2 separate regions of the Xenopus tropicalis genome follow, and region 1 is linked to region 2. A link is a contact called in public Hi-C data. All regions are on one chromosome and are shown on one strand. Each heading gives the region's core, a stretch centred on a gene start, on an enhancer-like site or on the middle of the called end of the contact. The rest is flanking DNA. Distances are from core to core; before and after follow the strand shown.

Evidence for each region. A called contact is a pair of places that touch in the nucleus more often than the background predicts.
Region 1: a Hi-C map of neurula embryo shows a contact between it and region 2, with 2.4 times the contacts expected there. The contact joins the enhancer-like site here to the promoter of irf2bpl in region 2. A contact is called at or near these places in 5 of 5 Hi-C or Micro-C datasets (brain, gastrula embryo, liver and 2 more).

The regions. Positions count from the first base shown.
Region 1 is chr8:82,606,396-82,612,394 of UCB_Xtro_10.0, reverse strand. No RefSeq gene overlaps it. Among named protein-coding and RNA genes, the nearest start is that of cipc, 15 kb to the left of the region's middle. Within about 2 kb of position 2,599, at least 6 of the 11 cell types and tissues checked have an H3K27ac peak or open chromatin away from gene starts, as enhancers often do. A contact at or near this core is called in liver and neurula embryo, where this site is marked.
Region 2 is chr8:82,570,734-82,576,710 of UCB_Xtro_10.0, reverse strand. It overlaps irf2bpl (interferon regulatory factor 2 binding protein-like), which reads right to left and starts at 2,654. Exons shown (of 1, transcript NM_001130351.1): 1 at 1-2,654. The coding sequence starts at 2,449. The coding sequence ends at 377.

The sequences.
Region 1 (5,999 bases), core at 1,350-3,849, 36 kb before region 2:
GCTCTGTAAAGCGGCAGCATCCTGCATGGAACTTATAGTCTTACACAATTTAGTGTCGTCAGCAAAAATAGAAACAGTACTTTATATGCCCACCTCCAGGTCATTAATAAACAAGTTAAAAAGCAAAGGACCAAGGACTGACCCCTGCGGTACTCCACTAACAACACTGGCCCAATTAGAAAATGTTCCATTTACCACCACTCTCTGTAATCTATCCTTCAGCCAGTTCTCTATCTAATTACAAATATTATGTTCTAGGTCAATATTTCTTAATTTGATCATTAACCTTCTGTGGGGTACTGTATCAAACGCTTTTGCAAAGTCCAAGTAGATGACATCCACTGCCATTCCAGCATTGAGGTTCCTGCTCACCTCCTCATAAAAGGCAACTAAATTAGTCTGGCAAGATCTGTTATGCATAAAACCATGCTGGCACAAACTTATAGTATTGTGAACTGCAATGTATTCAAGTACTCTATCCCTTATTACCCCTTCCTAAAGCTTTCCTGCTACTGTTGCTCTCCAAGTCTTTTTACATTTGACTGTGGCCCATGAGTAAGAAAGTTTGGGGACCCCTGTCAGAATGGTTGATGCCACTCAGTTCTTTCCCCATTTTGTTCCAAACTGGGCCCTGCTGTGCCTATTGACAAAGGGAAACCCTGGAGCTACCACCTCCTCCTGACCAGGCATTAGCTACCGGGTTCATTTGTGCCCAGCATCAATAGATGCAGCACACTTGCGCCGCAGTGATGTCAGATGGACTTTCATGCAATTGCTAGCAATGTGTGACAAAATGCACACGCAGTTGTGTTAATTTTGTTAAACTGGACACAGTTGTGTTAGGAGGAAAAAAAGTGAAAATTTGCTCCAAGTGCTTAATAACTGCCCTGGTCATTTTTAGGATGACTAGACTACAAATGGATATTTGACAATATGAAAAGGAGCCAGCAGCCATTCATTGCTGAATTTCAGCTAAGGGTTGCCGTGAACAGCTGCAAATAGCTCTGAAAATGGCCCACTGGAGACAGGGCAGGCAACTCAGGGTCCAGGTAGCTTTCTTGGCTGGCACAGAAAACACCTGATACCACCCATCGTCATGTGCCTCCAGCAATTGATTTGAATGGCATCTTGTGACTAACTTCCTCACTTGGCGATTTTTTGTCGCACCAAATTTTGCCAAAAACATTTGCCAATGATGAAATGCCGAATTTTGCTGCAAATCCATGCCTGGTGAAAAATTTGCTCATCAAATAGAGTGTAATGAGGCATGGTCAGTATTTGAGAAGAATCTGTCTGTTTAAAAATTAGTACAAAAATCCCTGTGGAGAATATATTTTACATTGGCCTAAAGGGCTTCATGAGAATTTTTTTTTTTTTATTTGAAATGTCATTCATCTTGGGTAGTATTTTCAGTGGACATTGCAATGTTTATAAAATCACTGAGGAATAAAAAAAAAGCTGTTTTTTTGCATCCAATAAGGATTATTCATATCTTAGTTGGGATCAAGTACAAGGTACTGTTTTAATACTACAGAGAAAAAAATTCGGAATTATTTGATTAAAATGAAGTCTATGGGAGACGGGCTTTCCGTAACTCAGCTTTTTTGGATACCGGGTTTCCGGATAAGGGATCCATTCCTGTACTTATTTATTGAATTTATTATAACACTTGTCCTACCTGTGTGTACTTATGTTTATTGTAAGATTGTACAGCGTTGTGTACCCTTGTAGCACGTTATAAATAAAGTTATACATACATACAATAAAGAGGGCATACACAAATATAAATATATTATCTAAATTCTAATAAAGAGTACAAGCATGTCTGGACTGAGATGCAAAACATGCTTAGGTATGTAAAGTACAAAAGGTGCCAATAGCCTTCTACTGGCCCATTAAAATGAACTATCTGACTATGGCAGCCTACAGTGGCCTCTCTGGCAATTGCCAGAGTTTTCAGATAACCTATGTGATTATGTGAGAGGAAAAAGTCTCTGCGCAATACACATAAAATCAGTAGCCTTATAACACAAATTAGACTCACTAATGGACACTGGTCATGTTAAAAACTGACATCACTTCTCACCCACTATTCAGTTATGTGGTACAATTTCACAAAATGCGATATTTGGTCAATATTGGTATTGTTAGGTAATCATTTGGTTCTAACCTTTATTAAACTTTGTGTAACAGCTTATGTTGAGTATATGAAAATTATAGGTGCAAACACATTATTCCATATATAATATTAAATAAGAAGTAATCACAGTTTAGTAACCCTACTCTGGCAGGGGGAATTTGGCATTATTGTTGTTTGACACAGATCATTATACTTTATTCCACTTCTTGAAAGGATGCCAGAATTTATTACAATTATTTTTTTTAGACCAAGATAGAAAGATGCACTTAAAATACAGAAACTGCATAAATACTGAATTCCAGAAGAGTAAGGGTTAAGTCAGGCACAGCATTCCTTTGGGGGGGGGGGGGGGGGGTTGAAGGACAGAAAGGTATTTTGGGTGGGGCGGATGTGAGTGTAAGTGATATCATGCAGGGGGGGGGGCTGAAGAGGAAGCCTGAGAGTGTGACAGTCTGAGGTTTTGCCCTGCTTACACATGGACTTAGTTACCAGCAGACTGGGAGGGGGATGGGTACACTCCTAATGATGGGTGTGAGGAGTTGGCTGTAACATCGTGACCTTTAAAGTCTTTGCCCTTTCTGGGAAGTAGAAATGGCTGCCCGTTAGCAGTAGGAATTATTAATGGCAAATAATACATTTTGTTGGGCTTTTTTGTGGCTAATGCCGATCTCCTATATATTAACATTTCAGGTTGCATAAATGGTTACCTATTTATCTCCTAAAGCAGAGAAGTTTAATAACTTCTGCATATCTGCATAGATTTATACACAATGCCTTAATTTGCCTTATTAAAGCATTCTGTAGAAATTTACAAGCAATTTTCAAAAGCCATATGACATATGACTTGCCAGAGAATACACAGGTGTTCATCTTGGACAACTTACAGTGCTTCCCTGAAGCGACTACTGTGTGTGCCATAGGCCCCAAGGGGAATGTTGGCATGGATGTAGAGAAGCACAGTTATTTTAAGTGTCTATGTGGCAATATAATGCCTTCCATGATAAGCAAACTGAGAAAGAACTGAAACAGGATTGCTGTTACACAGAATAAAAGGATGGTTCCTTTAGACTAAAAGTTGATCTGACTGTCTGTAGTGTCCATGGTGGCATAACTAATACATTTTGGCACACACAGCAAAATCATTGATAAACAGCACTCAGATCAGCCCAGTGGCACTCTATTAACTTTAAGTTCTTCTTATGCACACCAATTTATCCAGTCACACACATGCTGCAACTTTGGCTACGACTGCTGAATCAGACTTTACACATGTAGATGGCCAAATAGCATATTAATATGTAGTTTTGGGTCCATTTTTTGCTTGGCCAAATAGTTGGTTAAGGGGACATGCACACAATTGTCCTGACAAAAATACAGTGTGATTGGAGGCTGACAGAAGAACTTTAGCACTACATGGGGTAGATTCTTGGCCTGTGGATAAACACAGGCTGAGAATTCCCCCCTACACTCAAAAAAGCTTATTGTTGTGCCTGCACCCAGAGCCATTATGTCGGCCCGGGTGCAGCCACACTGAACGAAATTTGCACAAAACTGCACACACAAACAGTTTAGCTCTGAATTCCACTGTGTGTGTCTGTGTGGCACAGGCCTTATGCTCTGCCAGGAAACTGTCTCCAATCCTTAACATTTGTCTGTTGGGGGTTGCTGGGAGCAGTAGTTTCCAATAGCTAGAAAGCTAATGGTGTCACATTCCTGCCTTACAGTAATCTTTCTTCATTCCACACACCCACCCTAACAGCTGTTTTCAGAAAGCAGAGAGAACAATTTCTTCAATGGCAGAACTGAATGTTGCAATGTAGTAATATTACAAGAAGCCCTTTGAACTTAGCATCTGTCTCTTTGTTTCTGCTTGTTACAAAAATACAACATATATTTATTTTAAAGAGCATGTGGTCACACACTGCTACTGTCTCTGAAGGCAGGATAAAAATGGCTTTTGCCTTATGGCTCATCTGTGCACTCATAAATCTTTTCTTTCATAAACAGCTTTAACATAGGTTTATATATATATATATATATATATATATATATATATATATATATATATAAAACCTATCTTAGAAAACATTGCTGCTTTAGCTTACTGCTTCATTAGCTCCTTTAGATTTGCATGCCATTCCCTCACCACCAGTCAGACATTTAACCCTTTCCACATTTCTTTTCCAGGACTTGACCAGTACTTTAAAAACCATATCAGATTTAGCATGAGTTGAATCAATCCTTTCCTCCCTCACTATATTTCCTTTCCTCCAGTCATAAATGCCTCTCCTCACTCTCTATAGTCCAGGATTCGATTCCTTTCCCCCAGTTACTTCTCCTGTCTTGCTGCTCTTTTCTCCCCCCTGTGCCTCCACCCCCTGTCTCTCTCTTCTCCCCCCCCCCCTCACTTCCTTCCCCTCGAACTGAGGCCACAACTGTGGAATCTATTGACGTCAGCAGATCTATTCCTGGAGAAGGCTTAATATTCTGTTTATTTCCTGACAACTTCCATGAATGTAGTGACCCCTTCCCTCTCCTTTCTTCTGTAGCTAGTTTCTCTAATCGGGCCCCATTTTCCCCTCTCTCTTCTCACCATTCAAGCTACCACCCCAAACCTGTATATTTTACCTTCATCTCTGCTTGCCAAGACTATGCTTCAACTTTTCCTTTACTCTCTTTGCAGCCCTTCCTACCCAGTCTCCTTGCACAATGTTCCTTCTTATCTCCCTTATCACACTTCACCTAACCTCCTCCCAGCACAGCTCTGTTAGTTTTAACAGGCAAATATTAAAAGCTCAGCAGCTGCACAGAAAGAGTTGGGGTGCACAAAATTCACTGCTGAAAACATTAGGGCTTTTTTTTTTTATATACTTTTATTTTTATTGATTTTTGACATATTTTATAAACATAGCATATTATTTATTAGACACGTTATCGAGCTTGGATAATCATTTACATTCAGTCTGTTACATATTACATGCAAAGTGAAAAAGGAAGGGGAAAAGGGAGAGGGGGAAAAAGTAAAAAGAAAAGGGGAAGGGGAGGGGGCGGTAAGGGGGTAAGAAAAAAGGAACCAGTATAACTTTTTGCGCTCTAGGTTTCAATGTTAATGTGAGATGTTCATTGTTCACGGTTCAGGTTCTCCCTCAGTTATCTAGTGTTTTTTATCAAGTTAGAGGAAGGATCCCTACCCATAGGCTTTTTTTTTTTTTTTTTTTTTAAAACACAACAAAATGTATTAATATGCTCTCTCCCCTTGCTAAGTATTCCTTGAACCCCAACTTCTATATCTGAATTTAGCAACATATTTCCAAAAGCTACACTGGCATGGGGTAAATATAACAAAGTCTAACCCAGAGATGGCAGCAGAGCTAAAACACCTGAAACTAGATAAAGGAGCTTTGGCACCCAATTATTTAGCATTCATTTAGAATAAATTCTATAGTCTCTTATTATTTATATGTATGAAAGTATGGCTTTCTTTAACACATCTATCTATTGGGTTTTCAAATTAGGGGTTTGGTACTAAGGCTTTAGTAAGGCTACTAAAAAATGAATTCCTGCAACTTAGTTACAGTCAGCCACAAGGTACTCTTATTATTATGGTAAAAAAATTTCCAGATGACAGATACCATATCTTTATATGCAATATATAATACAGTCTTCAGTCAAAAATTAGTGGCACATTTGAATGCTAATGACATTGTCATTAATTGTAAAAGTTTAGAAATCATTATCTTAGAAGAGTTTGGTTCAAGTTTAAATAACATTTTGTTTTTACCAATTGCTTTTTTAGTAATACTGAGGTATTTTTTAAAGAAGAAGCATTTTATTTTAAGATGTTGATTATATGTTGTTT
Region 2 (5,977 bases), core at 1,405-3,904:
CTGCATTACCCCTTGGAGGCCAAAGATTAAAAACCATTGAGTTTTATGGTGTCTCTTCAAACAATTCCCTAATGCCAGTAACCGATTCACTGCACACTGTAGGTGTCCTGCTCTCAAAGTTACATCTGCAAACCAGTAGGTTCCTTTAGTATGTTTCCACATGGAGGCATTTTGGGAATGTGTTAGGGATAAAGGGAAAGATTTGCCTCATTACATTCCATTTTGCAGAGCAACATTCTGGTTCTTTTCTCTCACAAATCCCCATCCATTAGAACCTGTCTTTGGTTTGCAGGTTATTGGTGGGGAGCTGAACATATACACAAAAGGGGCAGGGGACCCCTTGCACAGAACAGGTGACCATGATTTACCGGAGTTCCTAAGGGTCCCTCTCCTTTTTCACCTTGACATCCCCTGCCAGGATGGTGGCAATTTCCCCTTGCATGAATGCCCACGGTACATTAGAACCCACTAAGGGGCACTTCTCCCCACTGGGACAGTAGACTTCACCAGTTGCCCCTTGGGCTTTAATGCTGTCACGAGAACAGGGAAAGCAGAATTTGTGGCTGGGCACAGATGGACACTGGACAAAGTGTGTGTCCTCTAGACGCTCATGACAAATGGTGCAGCACAGAGGGCCACTGTTAGCCATGGGGGAATCAGGAATATTCTGGGGATGCACTTGGTCCATTCCAGGATGAGGGGCACCCCCAGCAGGTGCCACTTGAAGACTCAGGTCTGCTGAACCTGCACCATTGCGGGAGTTAAGACGTCTTTGTCCTGTTACCGATGCAGGTGAAACTGGGCTGCTGCTATTTCTGCGGGCTGATGAAGTGGTGGAGTGAACTGGTGGTACACCACCTGTCTGCCCATCCTTGGGGGAGTGGGCAGTGCCCAGAGTGTCTGTAACTGACTGAAGTGCTGCCATAGGAGATGGACCATTTGGAGGTGCACTCTCAGGTGGGGTTGTGCGCTGTGGGTGGCCAGGGCCTAGCGGTGGGGGAGGAACAGAAGGTACACCATAGGCTGCAGATGAAGAAGATGGTGTGCCTCCTGCAGCTGCCATGCTTAGTTGTTTTATACCATCAGGCTGCCCAGTTATCCACATTTGTCCATCGGCTGAGTCTGGTTCTGGGGAGGGTTTGCGTTTCCTTACACCACTTCTGGCCTGCCCACTGCCACCAGCTGATGATGAGGCAGCTGCAGCTGCAGCCAGTGCCCGTGGCAGATTTACAAGTGCGCTGGGCAGCATGGGACACCCAGGGTCAAGGTAGGGTTGGGGTAACATATCGGCCCCTACCATTTCTTTAAAAAAGCGCACAGATTCTGGAAGCAAGTCCCCAAGCAAACGCCAGTCTCCAGAACCATGCTTTTTCTCATATTCCAGGTATTTAAAACCAGATGACAGACCACGACCAAAGTCCTTCATGCAGTCCTGATACATTTGTTTGGCTACACCAGAGGCAGAACTAAACACATTAAGTAAGCCACTGGGATATTCAACAAACAGTTTCAATTCATAATCCAGCAGGCCTGGCTTTGATGCAGCATCAAATGCAAAGACTCTCCCCAGCAAGTTGTGGTCCTTTTTGAAGCGAACATCAAAGGGTGTACAGGCAGATAGAGTGAGCAATGCATCTCTCACTGCTTTAGGCTTCCCTGCCCACTCTTCTGCTCTATTACGTAGGCTCTCTGTCAGTTCAGAAAGAGCCTCACTGTTTCGCTGCTTTTCCTTGAGCTCTCGCTCCTGGTCAGTACTAGATACAGATCCTGGACGCTTGGGGTCACCAGATGAAGAGGCTGTAGGTGGAACACTTAGGCCACTGGAACTTGCAGGACCCCTTCCCAGAACATGAGGAGCTCCTGATGGAGTGCCTGATGGTGGTCCATTAAGAAGGGTCTGGGGTAGAAGATTAGGAGGCACACTCAGCTGCCCTGGCACCAGTTGTGGGATTAGCCCATGACCTGTTCGGCCGCGTGAGTTGGGACTCTGCCTGTTCAGCTCTGGGGGGCCATCCTCCCCTGGCTTGGGGAACCCATTAAGGCCATTGGGAAGCCGAGCAGTTAATGTGTACTCGAAGCGACCTCGATCTGTGGCCAATCCGTATCTCTCCAGCCCAGAGGCAGCTGCTGCCTTAGTAGCCCCATCTAAATGGTTTAGCTGGGCAGTATCTTTTGCTGTGAGGGCTGCCTGCACAGCTGGGTGCTGTTTGTTGGCTGCTCCTGAGCCGGGGCCCTGGGGTCCAGGTGAACGACCATCCTGGAAACTGTGGCTGCGTTTCAGTTGCCGAGCAGTGTCAATGACAAATTCTATTCGATCTGCCCCCTCATAGTTGACACAGCCGCGACAAACTGGCTCAGTGAAGTCCCAGATCATAGCCCATGGCATCCGTGGCAAGTCACACAGGTAACACGACTGGCGGCGTGAGGAGGAGACCTGTGCGGCCGACATGCTGGTGAGCGAAGGCTCAACACAGGGGAGGGGAAGGAATACTCAGCGTGGGGGGAGCATGCGGTGAAGGGTATTGATAGCTCTTTCTGCTCGATCCGGATGCTATTTAGGAGACGCTGGGTGCACAGAAAGCCGGTTAGCACGCTTCTCCGGGCTCTTCGCCTGTCTTTCCGCCGTTCTCCTCTCCGGGCGTGCTCTCTCCGACTGTCGCTCTATCCGCAAGCCGCAGCCCGCCCGGAACGCGCACTCACACGAACGCGCACACTCTGTCACGCAGGATTGGGATTCCGCGAGTGCGTGCGCGTCTCTAAACTGCACCGTAATGACGAAGTCCAAGAATGCCACCTGGCTTTGACGTCACTCCCCCGCCCCCACTGACAAACATGTTGTTGAGTCCCGGGCCTGTCCGCACAACTTCCCCGCCCTCTCTGCTCTTCTGCGCTCTGCACACGTGGTGTTCCTATCACGTGACTCGCTTAGCAGCGGGCTGCTGTGTGAAAATTCTGTTCTGAGGTTGAACAAAATGGTGACACGCAGTGAAATACAAAACAGTGCAAACGGTGACGTGTGAGACTAATAGTTGCCGGCACACTCCTTTGAAATGGAACGCGTGCTAGTAAAAGCGCTTACATGGACAATTCTTTAGGATCGTTGCTTTGTGGCTGCACATAAATAAAGGCTGTGTATTGTATGTGTTTTTGGTTTGAGAGGGGTGAGGTGGGTTATAGACGCGATAACGTTGTCTAGTCATATATATTTTGTAAAGCGTGTGGGCCAAACAGTAGCTAATATAGTAGGCAGCTTAAAGGAACAGGACCACCGGAGAATGAAAGTGTTTCTAAAGAATTACTTTAAAACAGTCGTTTATTTTGGGCTGTTCCTTTAAAGCTGAAATAATTAAACAGAAGCTTTTGAGAGTCTTTTTGGTTGCTGTGTGATGAATATTTTATGCTGCTTTTTTGATGTCTTGTAATCTGCTGTTTTTACCTTATGGTTTTAACAGTATAATTTTATAATAATTAATAAAGGGAACCTTTTGTTATTTTAATGCATCATTGCAGATGTGTCAATTTAAATTGCTTTTTGCTGTGGGAATTCCCCCCCCCCCTGCACCTACTTAATGTGATTTGCACCTAGGCAGGTATTTCACCACCTAGAGCTGGGGCCGATATTACAAATTACAGTGTAGTTGGTGGTAAATTAATAATTTAGTGAATTTACTTCCCAGAGTATTTCACAACTAAACATTGCCTTTTAGGGCAGTGGCACACGGGAAGATTAGTCGCCCAGCTTCTTTGTCGCGGGCAACTAATCTCCCCGCAATGCTATCCCACCGGCTAGAATGTAAATCGCCGGTGGGATGGCATACGCGTCGCTGCAATTTCCGGAAGCCGCCTGAAGTTGCCTTAAGCGAAAACTTTGGGCAACTTCCGGAAATCGCTGCACCACATATGTCATCCCATGGGCAAATTAATTTTCTTGCTGGTGGGATGGCATTGTGAGGAGATTAGTCGCCTGCAGCACCAAAGATTTGTCGTGGGGCGACTAATCTCCCCGTCTGTCACCTCCCTTAAACCTTCCAGCACCTCTCCCACAGCTTTCAGTCCCTGATGATGCACCAATCCTCCCACTTCCCCACCCCCTGATTGCCACAGAACCTCCCAGTCCCTACCTCGTGACATAAGCAATCTGCTCCATAATGTCACCAATCAGCAGCTTCCCCTGCAACCCCACCTCTGAAAAGCATTGAAAGATGAACCTCAAAATACATGAACACCTTACAAACAAGCAAAGTGGGAGCACAATTGAAAGAGTGGTTGGGGTATAACAGTGAGTGCAGTGTCGGACTGAGATGCCAGGGGCCCACCATTTCTGGGCCTTGGACCATAGGCTCACTTTCTAAACTATTATTCCAACTCTCTTCCCACAACCACTTTATTCAAGTCTTTTTTCTCTATCCTTCCTTCTCTTTTTCCCATACAGAAATAGGGAATGACCATGCAACTGGCCAAATAGTTAGAAGCCAGAGGGCCCACTGACACGTGGGCCAACCAGGAGTTTTCCAGGTATTCTGGTGGGCCAGTCAGACACTGAGTGAGTGGGCAAGATGCACTTGAATATAAAATGGCTGGGTTGGCATGTCTGGCTACTGCAACATTGTGATTTTACTTAAAAGTATACTTTGTTCAACTCAGATGCACAAAAGCTTATTATCGAAGCTGAATTGCTTTGCAACTTGCTCACTTAAAAAGCTCATGGCATCAATATAAAATATTGTTGGTCTGGAGGGGATAGGGCAATGCTGCAGCTGCTATCAAGAAGAGACAAGTATGCTGATTGAAGTGTTTACCTCAGTAAGAATGTCACATGCAATTAGGTTTATTTATCCACAGGTATTTGTACATGTATTTTTTACATTTTTATGTGTTTCACTTAGGGTTGCCACCCAGATGGTATTTCAGTGGCCTAACTGTTAAAGGGGTGAGCTAATAACGTAAAGGGGCAGATCATGGAGTTGTGGTGACAAGAAAGGATATAACAAATTACTTAAGTACATTGCCGGTAGATTTGTAATACTAGTTTTGCATTAGCTGGTATTTACTTGCTAGGCTGATAAAATACAGGCAAGGTGGCAACCTACTATAATAAGAGAATGACCTGGGTTGCTCATTATATGAATGATTTAGGATTGGGTGAGATATCCTCCGCAAACTGTAGCCAAAAAGTAGGAAGCATGGAATTGTCAAGAATGTTGCTGTATGATTTAGCCTCGCCCTTTGCTGTCCCTGGAACCTAACCATGAAAATCTGAAGTTTAAACCCCAGCAAAAGCTTGGCATTGTACATGGTGATGTTATAATGCCTGCCCATGGAAACCCATACTTTCAGTGAATAGTACTTGCAATCCCATAGCATCCATGGACAGTATGGAACTTGGCAGTGAATCCTTCAGCTGAGGACATGCTATTTAGAAAAGAGCTGTCCACTCCTCTGATTTTCCCTGAGTTACATGGCCTCCCATCAGTGGGCCATATCACAAATACTTGTGGGAATAGATCTGCACTGAGGGCAAATAGATGAAGCAGTTACATGAAACACATGGCTGATGGAATACCAGTATTCACTAATTATTTTTTAAGTTCTTAGGGCTATCTTAATTTTTACATTTTCTAGCTATAGTAAAACAACTGGTCCATGGATCCTAATGACAAACTGGAGGCTTAATGCTCAGTTACTGAAAGAGGTCGGTGACAAGAAAGAAATCAGCTTGTCTGCCCTTGCATATAAATTACTATATACTTTACAATTAAACAAAATGTAAAACTCTCACACTGAGGCAAATACAACTCCTTAACACAATTGTGTTATTAACATAAGAAATAACATACAGATGCAGCTATGCATGCAACTGAATTCTGACATTTTATTATTATTATTATTAACATTTATTTATAAAGCGCCAACATATTCCGCAGCGCTGTACAATAAGTTATAAACTGTAATATGAAACAAAATTGCATAGAATGAC